3 separate regions of the Mus musculus genome follow, and all the other regions are linked to region 1. A link is a contact called in public ChIA-PET and HiChIP or PLAC-seq data. All regions are on one chromosome and are shown on one strand. Each heading gives the region's core, a stretch centred on a gene start, on an enhancer-like site or on the middle of the called end of the contact. The rest is flanking DNA. Distances are from core to core; before and after follow the strand shown.

Region 1 (2,700 bases), core at 40-2,539:
GGAAGACCTTGTGGGGTCACATTTCTCTCCCTGTGCTGGCACTAAGGGCTGTAGGTCTGGACCTTGTCCTTTGACAGGAATAAGAAATGGGTCCCCAATAGCAGTATATAAGTTCCTAACATAGCACAGGAACTGGGCAAAATGTTGAAAGAAAAGAGCGGTCATGGCTCCTACTTTGGTCACTGCACTCAGGTGTGGCTAGTGTCGTCCTCCTTCACACACAGCTGAACCTCTTAGACCCCATCCCTACCCTTCATTACCCTTTTGCCATCCCTACCTGGTGGTGGTTAAAACAGTGAAGGCTGCTCTCAGCTCCTACATCCTGTACTGCACCCCACAACCCGTCCCAGAAGCCACACCTTCACTGCAGAATTTGAAAAAGTTCTCAACTGCCCACTAGGTCCTTCCCAGCTCATTCCAGGAAAACAGACTCAGCTGCAAGGTGATTAGGTCATTAGAAAACGCTCATTGTAAACTAATAGCAAATTCAGCCTCTTTCACCTTCAAAGAAACACTAAATATGGTGCTATTAACCCCAAATTAGCCAAGTGGGTGTGAGATTTTTTTCCCCCTAGTTGGGTTCTCTGGTGGCATGTCCCAACTGTGTGTTGCAGAAATCATTGCCTAAATCTAAGCGTCTAATTCTCAGGAGAATAGGCTCAGTGGGGTCACATCTAAACTCTGGTGCCCCAGAACCCAGCAGTTCCACTGTGCCTCGCAAAGGGCTGCCAGCAAACGACTGCAGCTGCTCTGTGAGGTCCAGGGGCGATGACAGGAGGCTGCACCATCAGCGGAGTCCCTGAGGGAGCTTCTATGTCTCTGCCACTCAACCGAACCTGTGACCTTAAACGAGTTAAAGAGCTTTTCAACGCTGGGGTCTGTGAACTGGACAGGGAACGCAGTGCTCACAGCATACTTGGCAAACGTCCTGGGCTCAAGCAGAGCGTCGCACCGTCCCTTACTGATGAACGTGCATGATGGTAAACGTTGAGGGCTCCTTATGAGGCCACCTTAGGGGATGACTACTCCCTCTGAGGGTAGAGGGCTGCTCCCACCTCCAAACCCTGTTCCAGGAGGCAATATCCTGGAGGCCCAGGATTCTCGCGTCAATGGGAGCGGGCGGGGCCGGGGCGGTACGTGTGGGGCAGGGGGTTAACCCAACTCCCCGAGTCACCCTAAGAAGCCAGGCGAGCAGAAGTAGCTGGTCCAGCCTCAGCCTCAGCCCCGCCCTTGGTCCCGCCCTCCCGGAACCGGCGCCCCCATTGGTGGCGTCTGGCGGCGCTGCCGCTGTTATTTTTCGAATATATAAGGAGGTGGAGGTGGCAGCTGCCCAGCTCGGCGTCCTCCCCTCCCTTCCTCCCCACATCCCTCTCCTCACTCCCAGGCCCATTGCTCTTCCTCCCTCCCTTCCCTCCCTCCTTCCCCTCACCCCAGGCTCACTCTCGGAGCTGAGCCAGCTGGGTCGGCGTCTGCTGGCCGCTGTACTGTGGCCCTCTAGCTAGCCTTTGCCCGCCCCGCCACGATGGAGGTACCCCTGCAGAAGTCTGCGCCGGGTTCAGCTCTCAGTCCTGCCCGCGTGCTGGGTGGCATTCAGCGGCCGCGCCACCTCTCGGTCTTTGAGTTTGAGTCTGATGGCTTCCTGGGGTCTCCGGAGCCTACAGCTTCCTCCTCTCCGGTTACCACTCTTACACAGACCATGCACAACCTCGCTGGGCTCGGCAGGTAGGATGCCCCAAGGGAGCTGGGTGTGGTAGTGGAATGGGAGGCCCGGATCAGGAGAGACTAGGCACCAGAGCTTAGAAGTGCAGAACTCCAACCCCTTTAGCCTTGTTTCAGTGACATGGGACGAGTGTGCTCTATGCGACTTACACCCTCGATATGAACGTCTAAGGATCATTTACCTCACTGCTCCTTCATTGTGCCTCCTGCACACTATCCTTAGGCAGAGGACCATGAGGTTGGCATAGAAGTGGGTCTTAAAAGGTTGTGCCCTGCTCTTTGAAAGCACCCAGTATCTGCCTAAGGCTTAAACTGACAAAAGACTGACCACCTCCTTAACCGTGCCTGTGGGGTCCCAGGTGGGTGGTCCAGCTGCACTAGAAAGCCAGGTCTTGCTTAGCTGTTGCCTCCAGGAAAACGCTGGATAGGTGAGGATGTGACAAGCAGGAGAATGGTCTACAGAGCTTCTGGACTGTCTCCTGCCCATCCTCCTCGCTCTTCCAGACCCTTAGAAGGGTCTTTCCTGAACCAGTCAAACCAGAGAAGACGCTCCTGGGCCTCAGTGGAATGAAAATCTTTGACCTGAGATACAGGCTAGTCCTAGGATCACCTCTCCGTGATAATGGGCCTGTCATAGTTAGGGAATACATGGGAGCATGGACCCATCAGCTTCCAAATCCAACATCCATTTCTTTTTCTCCTCCTCTGTGCCTCTTCTCCTTTCCTAGTGAGCCTCCAAAAGCTCAAGTAGGAAGCCTGTCGTTCCAGAACAGGCTGGCAGACCTATCCCTGTCCAGGCGCACCTCTGAGTGCTCCCTGTCATCTGAGTCCTCAGAATCTTCGGATGCAGGTAAGGTCCAGGGCCCCTAGTAGGGGTCCCACACACCACCACCACCACCACCACCACCACCACCACCACCAGAAGAGATCCGAGAACTTCCTGGACCTTCTAAATTCTCTGCCCATTAGATCACCGTCCTT
Region 2 (2,700 bases), core at 75-2,574, 760 kb before region 1:
CTCTATGGAGGGTTGGCTTAGAGAAGAAAAGACGAGATTTTAAAGCCCTAGCTCTGCTCTTTCCAGCTATTTCCCTCTCCTCTAGCTTATGTACAGCGACCAAAGACCAAATGGCAAAATTAAGTTGGTCCCATCCCTAGGAAAACACACAACATAGCCCACAGGTCCTTTTAAGAAAATCATGAAGGGCAACAACAAATAAAGATGCCACACTCATGGGCTAAAAAATAGTGCACAAATGATATGCCGGGGCACCCAGGGAAGGTACATAGGGAATTTAAAAAAGAAAAAAATGCAGTCTAGTGTCCTGAAACAGAGTAAGAGATGGAGAAGTCTGAAATGGAGATGTGGCGTGCAGACAAAGAAAAGGTTGAAGATACAGGGCGGTGAAATGTCATCCTAGAGTGGTCACTCACTGGAGTCCCCCAAAATGACCACGAACTTGTTGTGTAGCAGCTGCTGGACTTCTGAGGCATGGAAGTGGACCATGGCGCTTCCCAGCAGGCGGTGTGGCATCTCGTTTTCCAAACAGAAGACCATGCTGCCACTGACACCAGCTGCAGGGAGAGGCCAATAAGCTGACAGAGGGCAGGGACTCTAGGTAGGTCCGGTCTGTTCCAAGATGACCCATGCGCGCTGGCCCCTCCCTGGCTGCTCTGTGTAATGGGGAGGAAAGTGGGAGCGGCAAGGCGAATCCCAACACGGCAGCAGCCTTTATCACACTCGGAGGGAAGAAGGGTCACTTGGGCCGTAGTCTTAGACTACAGCGCTTCGCGCGCGCAGAGACGCCTTTGCCCTGCCACGTGTCAACGGCGGCCCCGCGCGTGCGCATTCGTCCGCTCGCGCCAGTTACCAAGTCTCTCGGGGGCTCCAGGGATTCACGGGCCAGTAGGGCAGGCCCAGGTGCCGTGCGACAGCGTCTCGGCAGCGATGTCCTGATCTAGAGTCAATGATCCCATGCCCCTGGAGAGCGGTGGGTTCTGCAAAGATCCCGCCCCACAGAGCCCGGGTGCCCAGGTTAGCTGTAGGTACGCAGCTCGACGCCCAGCGCTCGCCATGCGTGCGCTACGGTGGTCCAGCCAACGCCTCCAGCATCTGTGCCTCAGATGCTCATGGCTCCCACTTTCGGTCACCCGTGTCCCGCCCTATGCGATCCCCAACGCCGGAGGAGTCAGAAAGGCAGCGAGGTTGGCCGCTGTGGAGGACAGAAACCAGGGCTAGGTCCACTCGGGCCGCCGCGCCGAGGGCAGGACGATAGCTCAGCGTAGCTTGCCCACAGTTCTGATGGCCGCTAAGGCGGCCTCGTCACGTGACCCCGAAGGGCGGAAGCGGAAGTGCGGCCTGAGCTTGCGCTAGGCGGGTTTTTCCTCGGCGACTCTTGCCGCCAGCTGTACTAGACATGGACTGTTACACTGCGAACTGGAATCCACTCGGGGACTCTGCCTTTTACAGGTGAGCTGCCCGACGCCCCACCTTCCGTCCCACAGCCCAGCTTACCTTGCTTGTCTGCTGCTGGCTTGAGCCTCCCGGCAGAGCCAGCAATGCTCGCCCCGGCCACTACGCGTGCTGGCGTCCGTCCCTATGGCGGCTCGCCTGAGCGTCTGCCACTTTACGCACTTTAGGGGCAGCAATCTGGTCCTTCCTTTGCGCCAACTGAGGCAAGCTGAGAAGCCACCCCTAAACCGAGGTCTGTTGGCCTCCGGAAGGATGCTTAGATCACGTAGAGGGAGGCCGCCCCGCGGCGACAGCGAGTGCCAGTCTCCTTCCGGAAACTGCTGAAGTCGGACCACAGGGGCTCTCACAGGAAGGCGGGATCGCCACAGCGGGCGGGGTGACAGTACTGACCAAAGCTGAGAAAAGGGGATGAACCGCTTTTCAGTCTTGGGGCACTATTAATGAGGAACCCGAGGCAGTGGCAACTCACCGGGGTTGGAGTGCCCTTAGCTGTGGGTCTTTCTCAAGGCTAAAACTAGTAACGTGATTACAATGGTTACCGTCTCGTTGGCTTTATTTCTTTTTAAGATATAAAGTACAAACTGCTTGTGGAGCGCTCATCAATTGGTCAGCCTACATTTGTCACTCTCTGAGTGGTTTCCAACTTAACCTCAATCATCCTCAATCCGTGGGTGTACCAGCTTCACAGAATTAATTGCAGGACCTCATCACACCAGGCAATTCCATGGCTTTGTGTTTGCACAGTTCTATAGTCGCTTCTATGGGCATTGCTATTTTCCTCTTTATCACCCTGAAGAATGTTGCTCATCTTTCAGGACCTGCTTGGTTTTCCTACAGTAGAATCCTTTTATGCCTCACAAAGGTCCAGTTGTAGAGTCTTATCATATGTGGCACACGAGGGCAGTGTTGGTATGAGTTTCTCGTGCTAAGCTCTTGAAGGCTAAGAATACTTCTATTTCCCATGCATATTTAGGCTAGTGCCTGTTACCTAATAGTTGGTCAGCCTTTGGTGGCCCACGCCTCTTAATCCCAGCACTCTGAGATTCAGGCCACCCTGCTCTATAGCTCAGGCCAGACAGGGCCACATAGTAAGACCCTGTCTTGAAATAATAACAGAAACAAGCAAAACCTAATCATTACCCAACAAAATGGTAAAGAATGTTTTATTGATGTACCCGAAGATCACAAAGACATTGCGTTGGCGTCTTATTTCAATAGAAGACTTTGAGCCGGGCGGTGGTGGCG
Region 3 (2,700 bases), core at 71-2,570, 890 kb before region 1:
TGGGAATGTAAACTTAAGTTTAGGTAATCCAGGGACAGGAACAAGAATGGGAGGTGCAGGACTCGGGTAGCTCAGCTTGCCTGGGGCCGCATCTTCACCACAAGGTGAGAGACCCTTAAGCGCTAAGGCGCGGAGGTTAAGCCGAGGTCAAGTGGCACCAAGGGTGCAGCGACTCCTAGAATCAAGCGTTGGCTGAGGAGAGGGCGGCGCATACTTAGGAGAAGAAGATGGGACCACAAAGATGCTGGAGCTTCGTCTGGTGGCGACGGGGAGGCCGTGGTGATTCCCCAGCGTGGTGTGGACGAGCTGCCCTGCTTAGGCCGGGCTTCCTCGCCGCGCAGCCCCCAGCCCATCCTTTCCCCATCTTCCCTGGCCTGGGCCAGCTTCCCGGCGCCCCTCCACCGAGGCCGTGGCCCCCAGCCCGGCTACGGACTCGTCAGGGTCCGCCCCGCCGCCGCGGCCCCAGCCCGGCCGCTCCTCCCCCGATGATGTCACGTCCCTGGCCGCCCCTCGGCCGGCCTCGCGCCCCGCCCCCGCCTCCCCTGGCCCCGAGTCCCCTGGGCCCACCCGCTTGCGACAGCCCTCCTCTTGCCCGTGCTCCCTCCCTACGGCTCCCGCTCCCCAGGGAGCGGCGGCGGCGGCGGGATGGCCAGGGCCCGCGGCCAGGCCCCGGGGAGCGGCGGGCGGCGGCGGCCGCGGCGGGGAGGCGCGGGGACCGGGCCCCGGGGGGACTCGGCCGGTCTGCTGCTGCTCCTGCTGCAGGTGCTGCCGCCCGGGGCAGCGGCAGGCCCGGGGCGCCGGGGCACTCGGGGGCCTGGCGGCGGCTGCGTCTGCTGGCCCGGCGCCGGCCCTGCTTTTCCACGGGACGCGCGTCTGCTGCTGTTGCTGCCGCCCCGGCCACCACCGTCGCCGCCGCCGACCTCCACGGCCGCAGCCTCCCCCTCTCGGATGGTAATCAGCGCCCCGCGCGGGCGCCGCGGGCGGGCGGGGGAGAGACCCGGGTGGGGGGAGGGCGGGCACCTCGCGGGGCGCTCGCCCCCCCCTCCGACGACCGCCGCGCTGGGCAGCCGCCAGAGCGCGCCTCTGGGGCGCCTCCGTGCGGAGCCGGTGCGGGCTCCGCTCTCAGTCTGTTCACTGGCTCTCAGGCCGCGGGGGAATCCCTCCATCTCCCCGCCCCGCGCCCCGGGAGGGGAGGGGACAGCGCCGGCGCCCGGGGACCCGTTTTCTCTGAGAAAGCACCCGCGAGGCGAGCGGCACTGAGGCGCCGGGACTCCGTGCAGCGCTGCGCTCCTGGAGGCTCCTGGTGCCGTCGGGTCGGGCTGAGCTGAGACGCCCACAGCCTCGGCGGGACGGGATCCCTGGCAGTTGGGGGCGCCCACGAACTGCGGGTCCTTATGTTCCCCGCACAGGACGCTCTGCCCCGCGGTGGGCTCCATCTGAAAGAGGAGCCGCTGCTGCCCTCCAGCCTGGGCTCGGTGCGCTCCTGGATGCAGAGCGCGGGCATCCTGGACTCCAACACCGCGGCGCAGAGGTAAGCGCTCCACCCGAACTAGCACGCTGGTTGGACCGCTTAGTGTCGCCTTCGTCCTGCACGCCTAGCTACTGGAGCGAGGGGTGGAGGGAGTCCTAACTCTTGACTGTCCCGACGAAGTCTCCTGTTCACCCTGTGTGAGTTTGACTTCTTCCTGAGGATATGGGGCGGGTTGCTCACTAGGGTCCAGGGTTCTGGAGGTGGTGTCGCCTCCTCCCGCACACCTGGAGCCATGGCCCACAGTTACTAGTCATCTAGAGATGTACAGCCCCTTCTTCCTGTGCAGTCTCTACCGTTCCACTTGTCCAGTTCCGTGGCTACCCAACAAGAAAGGCAAGAAACTCTGTGGTGTACAGAACCAGAGATGTGGGTGGGGCTGAAGAGAGGCTTAGCCAGTGGGCAGTTAGCCTTGCTGAACTGATTGGGGCTGAGAATGAGGCTGGACTCCTCCGTCTGAGTGGTTTTGGTTAGAACCTGAAGGAGACTGGAAGCTCTTGGGAATTAGCAGAATCGGCTCTGGTTACTTTTCAGGGGGAGGCATAGGGGACTAGACAGGAGACTTCTGTAAGGAATGGACACCAGAATTTGGATGGGGACTTTGAAAGCTTGTTAACTCAGTCACGGCAGCAGCTGGAACCTGGTCTCTGTAACACTCCCTCTCATTATACAACATGGACTGGAGGTTATACGTCTGATCAGATGCTCACGGTGCCTCACGCTAAGTAGGTGTCCCTGCGGACATCCAGGACAGGGTAGGCACTGGCTCTTCAAGTTTTAAATAGCTTCTGTCCAGTATCTGAAGGGTGTCGAAGCAGACCAGGGCTGGCACATCACTCCCATCCACACACCCAGACTTGATCAGGTATCACTTGTGGTGCTTCCCAGCCTCACCCAGTACTAGACAGAGAGTGTTTTCTGGACGAAGGGGTGCAGTATTTTTGCACATCTGTCTTCAAAGAGAGAGTGCTGAGCTTTCTGTTGAATGATCTCTCCTGGACAGGAAAGGGTATTCCAGATGAGCCGATTCCAGTAAGTTAGAGTCTCTAGTTAGAACGGTCTAGCTAGAGACTATAGAAACACAATAACAGATGTTTTAACACTACTGTTCTCCATGTGTTGGTATATTTCCTTGCTCTCCGTGTGTTGGTGTATTTCCTTGCTCTCCGTGT

Evidence for each region. ChIA-PET counts read pairs in DNA pulled down with a chosen protein or histone mark. HiChIP or PLAC-seq counts read pairs in DNA pulled down with a chosen protein or histone mark.
Region 2: an RNA polymerase II ChIA-PET map of memory CD8 T cells shows a contact between it and region 1, with 6 read pairs. The contact joins the promoter of Vps16 here to the promoter of Cdc25b in region 1. A contact is called at or near these places in 1 of 39 promoter capture datasets (pre-B cells) and 1 of 115 datasets of contacts at active chromatin or transcription factors (memory CD8 T cells).
Region 3: a contact with region 1 is called in an H3K27ac HiChIP or PLAC-seq map of embryonic stem cells, with 5 times the contacts expected there. The contact joins the promoter of Ebf4 here to the promoter of Cdc25b in region 1. A contact is called at or near these places in 3 of 39 promoter capture datasets (cranial neural crest, pre-B cells and second pharyngeal arch cranial neural crest) and 1 of 115 datasets of contacts at active chromatin or transcription factors (embryonic stem cells).

Annotation. Positions count from the first base shown.
Region 1 is chr2:131,185,659-131,188,358 of GRCm38.p6, forward strand. It overlaps Cdc25b (cell division cycle 25B), which reads left to right and starts at 1,290. Exons shown (of 16, transcript NM_023117.4): 1 at 1,290-1,722; 2 at 2,448-2,569. The coding sequence starts at 1,523.
Region 2 is chr2:130,422,996-130,425,695 of GRCm38.p6, forward strand. Vps16 (VSP16 CORVET/HOPS core subunit) reads left to right here and starts at 1,325. Exons shown (of 24, transcript NM_030559.3): 1 at 1,325-1,452. The coding sequence starts at 1,400. It overlaps Pced1a (PC-esterase domain containing 1A), which reads right to left and starts at 1,293. Exons shown (of 7, transcript NM_178762.4): 1 at 417-1,293. The coding sequence starts at 540.
Region 3 is chr2:130,294,619-130,297,318 of GRCm38.p6, forward strand. Ebf4 (early B cell factor 4) reads left to right here and starts at 1,321. Exons shown (of 17, transcript NM_001110513.1): 1 at 1,321-1,531. The coding sequence starts at 1,395.